2 separate regions of the Mus musculus genome follow, and region 1 is linked to region 2. A link is a contact called in public promoter capture Hi-C data. All regions are on one chromosome and are shown on one strand. Each heading gives the region's core, a stretch centred on a gene start, on an enhancer-like site or on the middle of the called end of the contact. The rest is flanking DNA. Distances are from core to core; before and after follow the strand shown. Region 1 holds the start of Celf3 (CUGBP, Elav-like family member 3). Region 2 holds the start of Them4 (thioesterase superfamily member 4).

Region 1 (4,843 bases), core at 1,151-3,650, 170 kb after region 2:
CCATCCCCTCAGAGTGACAGAACTTCAGAGACATACCCATAGCCACTCAGCTAGGAGAGTCTCCGGAGTACCCTCTACCCTCTCTCAGACCGTACCAATATAGACTGGACACTAAGCAAAGGATTGAAAATTCTTTGCTGACTCTAGCTCTCTCCAAGTTGCTGCCTGGGAAAAGGAACAAGAGGGGTTCATTGAAATTCATTTTTGTGAATGTTTAATATTTCGATTAATGTGATTAGGCTCGAGCCTGAATGGGCAGCAGGGCGGCAGATCTGCTGAGAAGACACAGGGTAATGAGATCAGTGGGCCTGTCAGCGGGGTCTCCCACATTCACAGGGCGTGATCTGTTTAGCGTCTCCATAAATGTCAAGATCAGATTAGAAGGCAAGAATGGAGAAGTGGGGGTGGGGCAGGTGAATGGAAAGTTACTGTGGAGAATTACAGCTTTCAACTTCCTGGTCCCCTGGCACTCCCATGGCATCTCCAGGCCACTCAGTGTGGAGTCTCCTATGACCTCACCCTCCCAACACATTTTAGGGCACCCTACTGGGAGGGCCTGAGCATCTGCATGATGAAGTGTAACCAAGGCTCTGCACATACATTCACTTCACTCACATATATATTTATATACACCTCACCGAATCTAGCTTCAGGCTACAGAGAGCCAGATTAAAGGAGTCAGAAGCAGTCAGTAGGGAACAGGGCAGTAGCAGGAAGCACAAAGTCTTCCTCAATGTTTCAGTGAGCACAGAGGTAAAGAAAGGCCAGGTTCACATCAGTTCATTCCTGCAAGGCTGGGTGTGGGCATTCAGTGCCTGACCTCAGGCCCCACCTTGCCCAGGCTGGAATCTTACGAAGGTGTTTCTAGCTGTGTGATCTTGGCGAGTTATTTAATCACTCTGTGTCTTAGTTTCTTGATCCATATCATAAAGGGTGGTCTAGCACATTTGGGACAATCCCTAGGATGTGGCAGTGTTATTTCAGTTTCAGAGGAGGAACCTGCTTGCTGTGATAACTCAGGAATGGAGGCCTCTGGGATGCATCTGGGAGTCTCAGAGACAGCTGCTCCACCCTGGGCAGAAGGGGAAGCAGGGTGTTCTATGGAAGCTGCCAGTGGAGAATGGATGGATGGTGAGCCAGGATTGCTATCACAGAGAGCTGATGCCAACAGACACATGGGGCAGGTATGGGGCTGGAGCACAGAGGGCCAACCTGGAACATACAACCAGGTTTAGAAGTATAACTGTTTTGGAGAAAAATAGTTTCTATTTTTTTTTTTTTTTTTTTTTTGCCTCCTTTCATCTGACTCTGAGATCTACTCTAGGAACCCAACCAAAGGAAGCAAAGGAAGGAGAAATGGGGTACTTTGCCCTCAAGGGGAGCCTGGCATCTGTGCCTGTTCCCACAGAAGGAATCAAGATTCTCTACTTGTCACAGGTTCTTTACATTTGATAAGCACCTACTATGTGTAAGCAAGACATCATGCTAGACGCTGTGTGCAGTCTTGGTCTACAAGGATAATACGAGAGCTGCCACCAGCCGCTGCCTCCCTGCCCAAGCACTCATACACACAACACCCCCAGAGAGAAGGAAGGGGGTGTCTGAAAATGCCAGACTGCTATAGCTTCCCTTGTTTCTTTTTCTGGAAAAGTATGCAGACTCTCTCTGCACTCACTCCCACCAGCTCTCTCCTTTTCCACACCCGTTCAAATTTTTTTACTCTCCATCTCACTTTTGCTGTTTTCCTCCTAGACCCTGTGGCTGCTTCCTTCCTCATCTACACCTCCCTGTCTGCCCTTCAACCTGCCTGACTGATCTTTCTCATTTCTTTTCCTTGTTTCCTTCCTTGGGTTCTCACTCTCAGACTCCCCAAAGGCCAGGCTGCCCTCTCCTCACCGCCCCCCCCCCCCCTCCCAGCTTCCATCTCCCGGGTCTGCTCTTCCTCTTCCAGCACCGGGGACAGCTCCAACCCCCGGAACAATGGACCCCACCCTAGGGCTCCTCTATAAATTCTCCATCTTCGTCTCTTGCCCAACTCCTGATTGGGGAGTAAGATGGGGGAAGGGTTGTTATCAAGACCAGCTGCTCTTCTGGGGCAGAAAGGGAGTCAGGGAGGATAGAGATAGAAAGAGGGCGTGGCTCTTGCCCGGGTTGTGCGTCTCTCTCCAGGGTAGAGAATTTGTATTCCACCCCTGAGACTGACATCACTGATGTCAGGGGAAAGGAGGTGGGAGTGGGGAGGGGGGGTGTGGAGGGGGGGGAGGTTTTTGTTGAGGAGAGCGCGGCCGGAGAGCAGAGCTCCGGGACCCAGGTGACCGGGAAAGCAGGCAGCCCTAGTGTCGGGAGTAGCCGGCAACAGCCCAGGCCGGGGAACCATACAGGGTGGGGGTGGGAGGGGGGGGTCTAGGGAGAACCTGAAGGGGACAGGGCAGAAGGGACCCCCGAAGCCCTGCCGCCATCAGAGATCAAGCATTTGGCATCAGGGATCTTCGGACCCAGCAGAAGGATCAGCCACAGGGAGGTGTCTTCCCTAGGAAGCCAACGAGAGAGTCACCTGCCCCACATCAGGAGCAGGGACCCCCTCATGACGCTGCTGGCAACCATAGCAGTCCCCTAGCCCCTCAGCCTCTTTCCTATCGCCCTCTTCTGACTTTACCCCATCTCCTTTGGCATCTGTGCCTTTGCTCCCGCCCTCTGAGCTCCACCGTTCCAGCTACCACCCAAACGCCCCAGGGTTTGGTCACCCTGACCCTCAGCCTGGGATATTTGCCAGATCTCTGGGAGGGAGATCCTTTGCTTGGGCTATGCCCCTGGTGGCCTGACACTGTCTGCCTAGACCCCTGACCCCTAGCCCTCAACTCCCCAGGCCTCCTTTGTGTGAAGAGCCCTCCTCTGCTCAGCAGTGTGGTTGGGGGCCAAAGGAAAAGCTGGCCCTGCTGGGCCCCTGGGCCCTACCACCTGCCTCCTGGTTGGGCAGCTTCCCTTGTCTTTGGTCCTCTCCCTGCTCCCCCACCCCCGGCCCCTCCTCCTGGGCCGCCCCAATGAAGGAGCCAGATGCCATCAAGCTGTTTGTGGGGCAGATCCCGAGGCATCTGGAGGAAAAGGACCTGAAGCCCATCTTCGAGCAGTTTGGTCGGATCTTCGAGCTGACTGTCATCAAGGACAAGTACACCGGGCTGCACAAGGGTGAGGGGTCAGGCCAGGCTGGAGAGGAGGCACTGAGTGGCCTGCTAGGCAAGAAGGATGGAGGAGGCTGGGGGGATGGAGTGGCTGGAAAGGGCTGATTTGGAAGCAGAGTCCAGGGGCTGAAGGACTGGATAAAGGAACTAAGTGAGAACTCAGCTGAGAGACAGGGACCATAAGGTGAAAAACTAAGGGGAACTCTGCACGAGATGGAGGAGGGCGTTGGTGGCATGGGATGAACAGAAGGATGAGAAGGACAAGTTTTAGGAGATGATCAAGACTGACAATGTGAGAAGCCCCAGATAATGTTGGGATGGCTGGTCAGGTGTGTTTAACCTAGAAAGAGTGGCCACAGTCAAACCAGGGCAACCCAGGACTAAGATGAAGGAGCCGGGGAGAGGAGCATGGACAAGAGAGACTGGTTTTAGAAAGTTATTAGGAAGAGGTTCCTGAGGTCTCTCCAAGCGCTGTGCTGCTAAGCAGAGCTGGCTTGGATCAGCACTTGGAGAGCTCCAAGCTCCGGGGACCCAGGGCCACAAGACTTCCTGAAATCTTTGGGTTCTGGGGAAAAAGCACTTCCGGCTGTCGCTTCCTTCTCCGCGCACTCTGCGCACCTGTCTCTTGTGAAGTCTAGGAGATTCGAGAAGTAGGGAAAATGGAAGAGAGGGTGATGATGGTCAAGATGGGACGGGGGCGGGGAGGTGAGGGAGAAAAGGGAAAAGAGAGCGAGCAAGAGCGCGCGCACACTACTACTTGTTTGGAGATCACAGCTCTTTCTGTCCCCAGTTCCATCAACAGAGCAAATGCTCTCCCACGTCTCTCACCTCCAGGTCTCTGACCCAGAGATAGGGTATAATTTTTAAACCTCTGGATAAATGCCTCCTCCCTCCCCAGCCAAGCAGGTAGAGATGTCCAGAAGGGGAAAATCGCTCCTCCAGGTCCTTGGTCTGGCAGGGAAGCCCCTTAGGAAGGGGAACATGAGGACTCACCTGACACTGTCTCTCTGCCTGTGTCCTCAGGATGTGCTTTCCTGACGTACTGTGCTCGCGATTCAGCCCTGAAGGCCCAGAGTGCCCTGCACGAACAGAAGACTCTCCCAGGGGTGAGTTCTATGCTCAGCACGGTCAGCCCCCACCTTCCCCCCCCCCCCAATAGCCTTAGGAGTGGCTTCGGACCCATCGCCCTCCTAGGACACCGAGCTATTTTCCACCTCTTCATCACTGAAGTCCCTGTAAGCATCCCTTTCCCTCCGTAGAGGTGTGAAACAGGAATGATTGGTGGAGTGACCTTTTCTGAGGAGCGCATGCTCCTCCCCCACGCCCCAGTGTGTCCCCAGGCCATGCAAGAGGGAAGACTTAGCTGTATGGGAGGAAGGTAGAGTAGACGGGTCACCTGTGTCAGATGGAGCACGGGGCACCCAGGCGCTCTTTTGTGGTGCTAAGACAGGCTGGGCTGTGAGATGGGGGAGGGGCGCTGCTGCCCTGAGAACCAGCAGCTGGGCCTGCTGGACTGTTCTGTGCTGCTGTCTGAGATCACACACAGGCTCCCCTGCCTGACTCTCAGGAAACACTCTAAAACAGAGCCACAGGGCATCAAAGTAGAGAAGGCCGGGAGTTTGGGGACAGCAAACACGAGCCGACACCATCATGGAAGATCAGGC
Region 2 (5,222 bases), core at 586-3,085:
GATATCTCAAATTCCAGAAACAGTGAGCCCTGAAGGCTTGCACCCTATAATGGGAACTGGAATTAACTCACAGAGCTAATGATTTCCCAATTGCAATCGGGACCTTGAAAGATGAAATCTAAGACAAGGAGCCACCCGACCAGATCCTAAAATTGCTACAAGTTTCTGGGCTAACAACTTACATACCTACCCCAACCACAATTTGGTTCTTACCCTGTACAATCTTGCAGCTATCCCTAGCCCCTGGAGGCAGTTCTCAGGATGTCATTAGACCACTGTCTTTCTGACCTTAGAAACTCAAAAATAAAGTCCCTAATCCCTTTCCTATTGTACTCTCGCTGTTGTCTAGAATTGTGGTATGTAACCAACTCTATTCCTTCATGTCAGGCACCTCTAGCTCTAGCCTCCAACAAAAGAGAAAGCTTTCAGATAAAAATGGGTGTCTTGGCCAGGCGTGGTGGCACACGCCTTTAATCCCAGCACTTGGGAGGCAGAGGCAGTTGAATTTCTGAGTTCGAGGCCAGTCTGGTCTACAGAGTGAGTTTCAGGACAGCCAGAGCTACATAGAAAAACCCTGCCTCGAAAAACAAAACACAAAAAACAAAAAACAAACAAAAAAAGGGTGTCTTAGGTAAAAGACAGAAGAACTTGAAGGCATATAAGACTCACTGTGAAACAGAGTAGAGAACAACTATTATTATTGTTATTTGACTTTATTTATATGGGTGTTTTGTCTGTGCACCACATGCATGCCTGGTGCCCACAGAAACCAAAAGAAAGAGAGGGTATCCAATCCCCTGGAACTGGAATTGCAAACAGCTGTGAGCTGCCATGTGGGCGCTCAGATTCTAACCATTGCTTTTAAACTTACGAACCATATCTCCAACTCAATGCAGATTTCTCTTCCTTTCTTTGTTTTTGTTTTGCTTTTTGTTGTTTGGTTTGGTTAGGTTTTTGAGATAAGGTATCATTATGTTGTCTTAGCTGGTTTGAACCACCCACCTCTGCCCCTAAGTGCTAGAATTAAATGCTTTATGACACCACTATCCAAATATTAGACTATCCACAACTCCTTCTATTAGTTTTTCATTTCCTTTGTAATTATCATTTTAAAACTAGTCAATCACAACAAACGCCGGGCAATTGGGGTCAGGGGAGCGTGGGGCAGTCACCACCTGTCCCCTGTGTGCTTGCTAACTGTAGTTGGATCTTGGTGCACCCTTTGACAAAAATAATTGCTTTGCTTCTGTATTCCTTTGTGGGACACTGAGATTCTTCTGTTCCCAGCACAGAAAGAACAAATCAGTGAATCAACGGATAGTCTTTAAACTAACAGGCTCCCATTAGACAGTTTGGGCTAACTCTATCGAGCCAGACCAAGAGCAATTTCTTTGATAGAGACGGTTCTTACTAGAGTAAAAGTTGATATACATTTTCAGTACACAGACACATATGCGCGCGTGCGGAGAGAAGGGGCACCTGAAGAGTGTACCTGTTAAATAGTAGAGACTGACAGAGTTTTAAATGTATGTGCACGTGTTCTACACCCAGAAGACCAACACCATCAACCCGCACCTAGTGGTTATCCACTCCTTGTGTGTGCTCCTGTTCGGCCGAGATGATGAGTCTTTCGCTGGCTGGAGCGTTAAACTGCCTGTGAACAAGGAACTAAACTAGGCTGTCTCGCTGCGCCAGTGCAGTAACCGTGGCTGAGAGCCGGACGCAAAATCTCCCGGAACCAAAAGCGGGTGTAGAGGATTCGGTCCGCCCGGATTCGGAGAGGCGCCAGCACTGTGGGCGGCGCGCGGCTCCGCCCTCCACCCGCCCGCCTCCACAGTTAATAGCCCAGAGTCGGCGTGTGGATAGTGTGGCTCTTTCTGGAACAGAGCAGAGAGCAGCGTCCTGCCCTCGGCTTGAGCAATGCTGAGAAACTGCGCTATGCGCCTGCGCACTCTTGGGGCCACGCCTGCGAGGCGGCCAGGAGCAGCTAGGGTGAGTCCCGGGACGCTTGCTTTCGTGGGGCGAGAAGGGGAGACAGCACGACCGAGACTAAGCTAACACCTGCCCCTGGCTGTGACGGGGCTCTTGGGCTCTTCTGCCCTGAGATTCGAATCGGGAGGAGCCGGAAGGGAAAGTGACTCAAGGTTGAACTAGGTCTGCAGGGATGGGATCGCCACTACTAAGACTGAGATAATAAGAAAGGATAAGCAAGGTCACCCAGAAAACTGTGAAAGAGCCATTATTGACCCCTGGAGAAGACCATTTATCCTTAGCAGGGATCTAATCCTGATAGACTCTGATTCGTTATAACCAATTCAGGAAGAAGTAGACTTCTGATTGTCAGATAATTACTCCCTCTCTAGCCCGTTTTCATCATCTTAGAGGATGTTATGAGACTAAATGAGATAATGCAAGGGAAGCATTTAGCATACCTGGAATGTAAATCTTAAATGTTGCCTGTCCATATTTTTATCCCTGCCTTTGTTCTATTGATGTAGTCAATACTTGTTGAGCTCCAACTCACGCCCGCGTGTGTGTCCGTGTGTACTGAAAATGTATATCGACAGTAAGAACTGTCTCTATCAAAGAAATTGCTCTTGGACTGGCTCGATAGAGTTAGCCCAAACTGTCTAATGGGAGCCTGTTAGTTTAAAGACTATCATATATGTCAGGTGTGATTGGCCACTGACGATAGGTCGTATTATAGTTAGCTAAGGGGAAAAAACGTTCCGCCCAAGAAATTTACGGGTTTAATTTGGGAGAATGGGATCAGTTTGCCAAATCAAATGTTTGTATACAATGTGTTGTAATAAAGAACGACAGCTGACAGGGAACAGCTCTGTATTGAGAAATGAAAAAGAACTTTGATTATTAGGGGAGTGGCATCTCTCTCAAGCTATTGCAGCTTCCTGCTAGACAATAAGAGGGCTGGAGGCCCTGGGTGATAGACACACACACACAATTTTAAAATAATGATGAATGTTGATGTATTGACATCAGCCAGGTACCATCTTGCCGATTAGAAAAGAAAATGATTCGTGCTAGTCTTACAACAACAAATATGAATTAGTTTAATTACATGTTGGAGCCTGGCAGTCTGTGCTGAGCTGAGAACATTACAGCATTAGTATTTGCAGGCCTTTTTTTTTTTTTCATCATGCTGCTTTTGATTTAGTAACGTATCTTAAAAGGAGGCAGAAAAAGTCATAACTTATTTTACAAGTACAAGTCCAACTTCCATAAATGTATAACTAAAGATCAAGCATGACCTTTCCCCTGCTGAGAACAAAGGGTAATGATTATCCCTACAACTTGTCCTTTATTCATAGCCTGTGCTATGAATTTACAAGTGCATTCACCACAAGTAGCGCTTAGACCTCGCCTCTTTGAACTGAAAGTTGAGTTTCTTTTATTTCCCACAACACTGTGGTGTCCAGAAGGTAGCTCGGCATGGCTCCAACTGAAATTAGTAGCTTCACTCCCATTCTCTGCCATCTGCACGTTCACACTAGCAAGCATCTTTTACTTCTAACCTTGCCATCCAAACCACAAGTCTGGAATCATCCAAGACTCCTCTGCTTCCTCTTTCCTGGGGTTAGTAACTCCCATTTCCCTGGGTTCTAGCACTGAGTGTCACTTGAACCTTCTCTTCTTGTTCCTCTGTACCTAGTTCGGCTCTGGGCTATAGCTAGCCCAGATTTTTATCAGTCTTTGCTACTTTTGCTTTTTTCTCACTATTTTAACTCATCCTTTGCACTTGGTGAAACTTTGTAAAAACCAATGCTGTTACTGTGCTGAAGGCTCTTTATGGGAATTGAGCATTTCAACACACCAACTTCATGATTCTTACATGATTGCCCTTTATAAAAAGAAAAAAAAAAAGAGCTAGGCAGTGGTAGTGCATGTCTTTATGCCCAGCACTCATGAGGCAGAGGCAGGAGGATCTATATGACCTCAAGGTCTATAGAAGAAGTTCCAGGACAGCCAGAGCCACACAGGGAAACCCTGTCTCAAGAAACAATTAAAAACAAAGAAAAAGCAAAAACAAAACAAAAACAGAAAAGAAGGAAAAAACTTAATTTATTTTTTATGTGTGTTGCCTCTCGTATGTCTGTGGCAGTGCCTATAAAGGCCAGATGAGGGTGTTGAATCCCCCTGAGATAGAGTTATGGACAGTTGTACAGCCTTGGGAGTGCTGGAAATGACCCTGCATGCTCTGGAAGAACAACCAGTGCTGTTAACCACTGAGCCATCTCTCCAGCCCCATGATTGTCTCTTTATGTAGCTTCATCCTAAGTAAAAACACTTTTACTGTAACAAGTGTGATGTGCTACTCATGTTCTTCTGGGTTACATAACTATATATAATGTACTTTATTATTACTGTAATTATATATTATGTTACTTATAATATTTAAAGCATACGTCTATCTTTGTCCTTGTGCTACCTAAAATCACCTTTCACACTGATTTTTTAAAAACCATTAACCTAGAAGGTTACATTCAAGACCTGAGTTGTGATCCTTCTTCTGAATTGTCAGCTGTGTCTGGCTACACCTCTTTTCTCTGCACTTTCCATGTGTGAAGGCTGAGATCCTAGCAGTCCTCCAGTATGTCTGTAGCTATTTCATTCTCCGGGCCTTTGCTTAGAGTAGCCTTTAGTACTCCCTTTCATGAACTTTGGCTGCAAGAAATCAGTCTGGGTTTTTTGATGATGTGTGTTGTTTAAGTATTCCATGAGATCGCTTCTCGGCCTTTTGGCTAAGATCAAGTGAAGTATTCCATGAGAGCACTTGTATCCATATCTATGTATAGTTATATTTCCCATTACCTGAGGCTTCTCACATTTAAAGGCAGAGCCTAGGTCTTTTCTTTTTGTCTTTCCTGTTCCCTGCATAAAAACAAGGTATATAATAGAACTCAAAACAATTTATTGGATTTTATTTTAAAAGTTAAAATCAGACTGGGTGTGGTGGAGCACACCTTTAATTCCAGCACACAAGAAGCAGTAGATTGAGCACAAGTAGGTAGAAGTAGGTCTGGTCTATGCAGTGAGGTCCAGAGCAATGAAACCCTGTCTCAAAAAATAAAAGTTTGGGCTGGTGAGATGGCTCAGCGGTTAAGAGCACCAACTGCTCTTCCGGAGGTCCCGAGTTCAAATCCCAGCAAACACATGGTGGCTCACAAGCATCCGTAGTGAGATCTGATGCCCTCTTCTTGTGA

Evidence for each region. Capture Hi-C pulls out chosen DNA fragments and counts their contacts.
Region 1: a promoter capture Hi-C map of pancreatic islet shows a contact between it and region 2. The contact joins the promoter of Celf3 here to the promoter of Them4 in region 2. A contact is called at or near these places in 5 of 39 promoter capture datasets (cranial neural crest, embryonic stem cells, liver and 2 more), 2 of 484 Hi-C or Micro-C datasets (embryonic stem cells and nephron progenitors), 1 of 115 datasets of contacts at active chromatin or transcription factors (pancreatic cancer cells) and 2 of 9 other capture datasets (liver and pancreatic islet).

What each region holds. Positions count from the first base shown.
Region 1 is chr3:94,476,066-94,480,908 of GRCm38.p6, forward strand. Celf3 (CUGBP, Elav-like family member 3) reads left to right here and starts at 2,401. Exons shown (of 13, transcript NM_001357784.1): 1 at 2,401-3,186; 2 at 4,203-4,285. The coding sequence starts at 3,042. It also overlaps a transcript of Riiad1 not described here.
Region 2 is chr3:94,308,297-94,313,518 of GRCm38.p6, forward strand. Them4 (thioesterase superfamily member 4) reads left to right here and starts at 1,836. Exons shown (of 6, transcript NM_029431.1): 1 at 1,836-1,992. The coding sequence starts at 1,921. It overlaps Gm36010 (a long non-coding RNA gene), which reads right to left and starts at 1,757. Exons shown (of 4, transcript XR_867460.2): 1 at 1,576-1,757. It also overlaps the pseudogene Gm52664.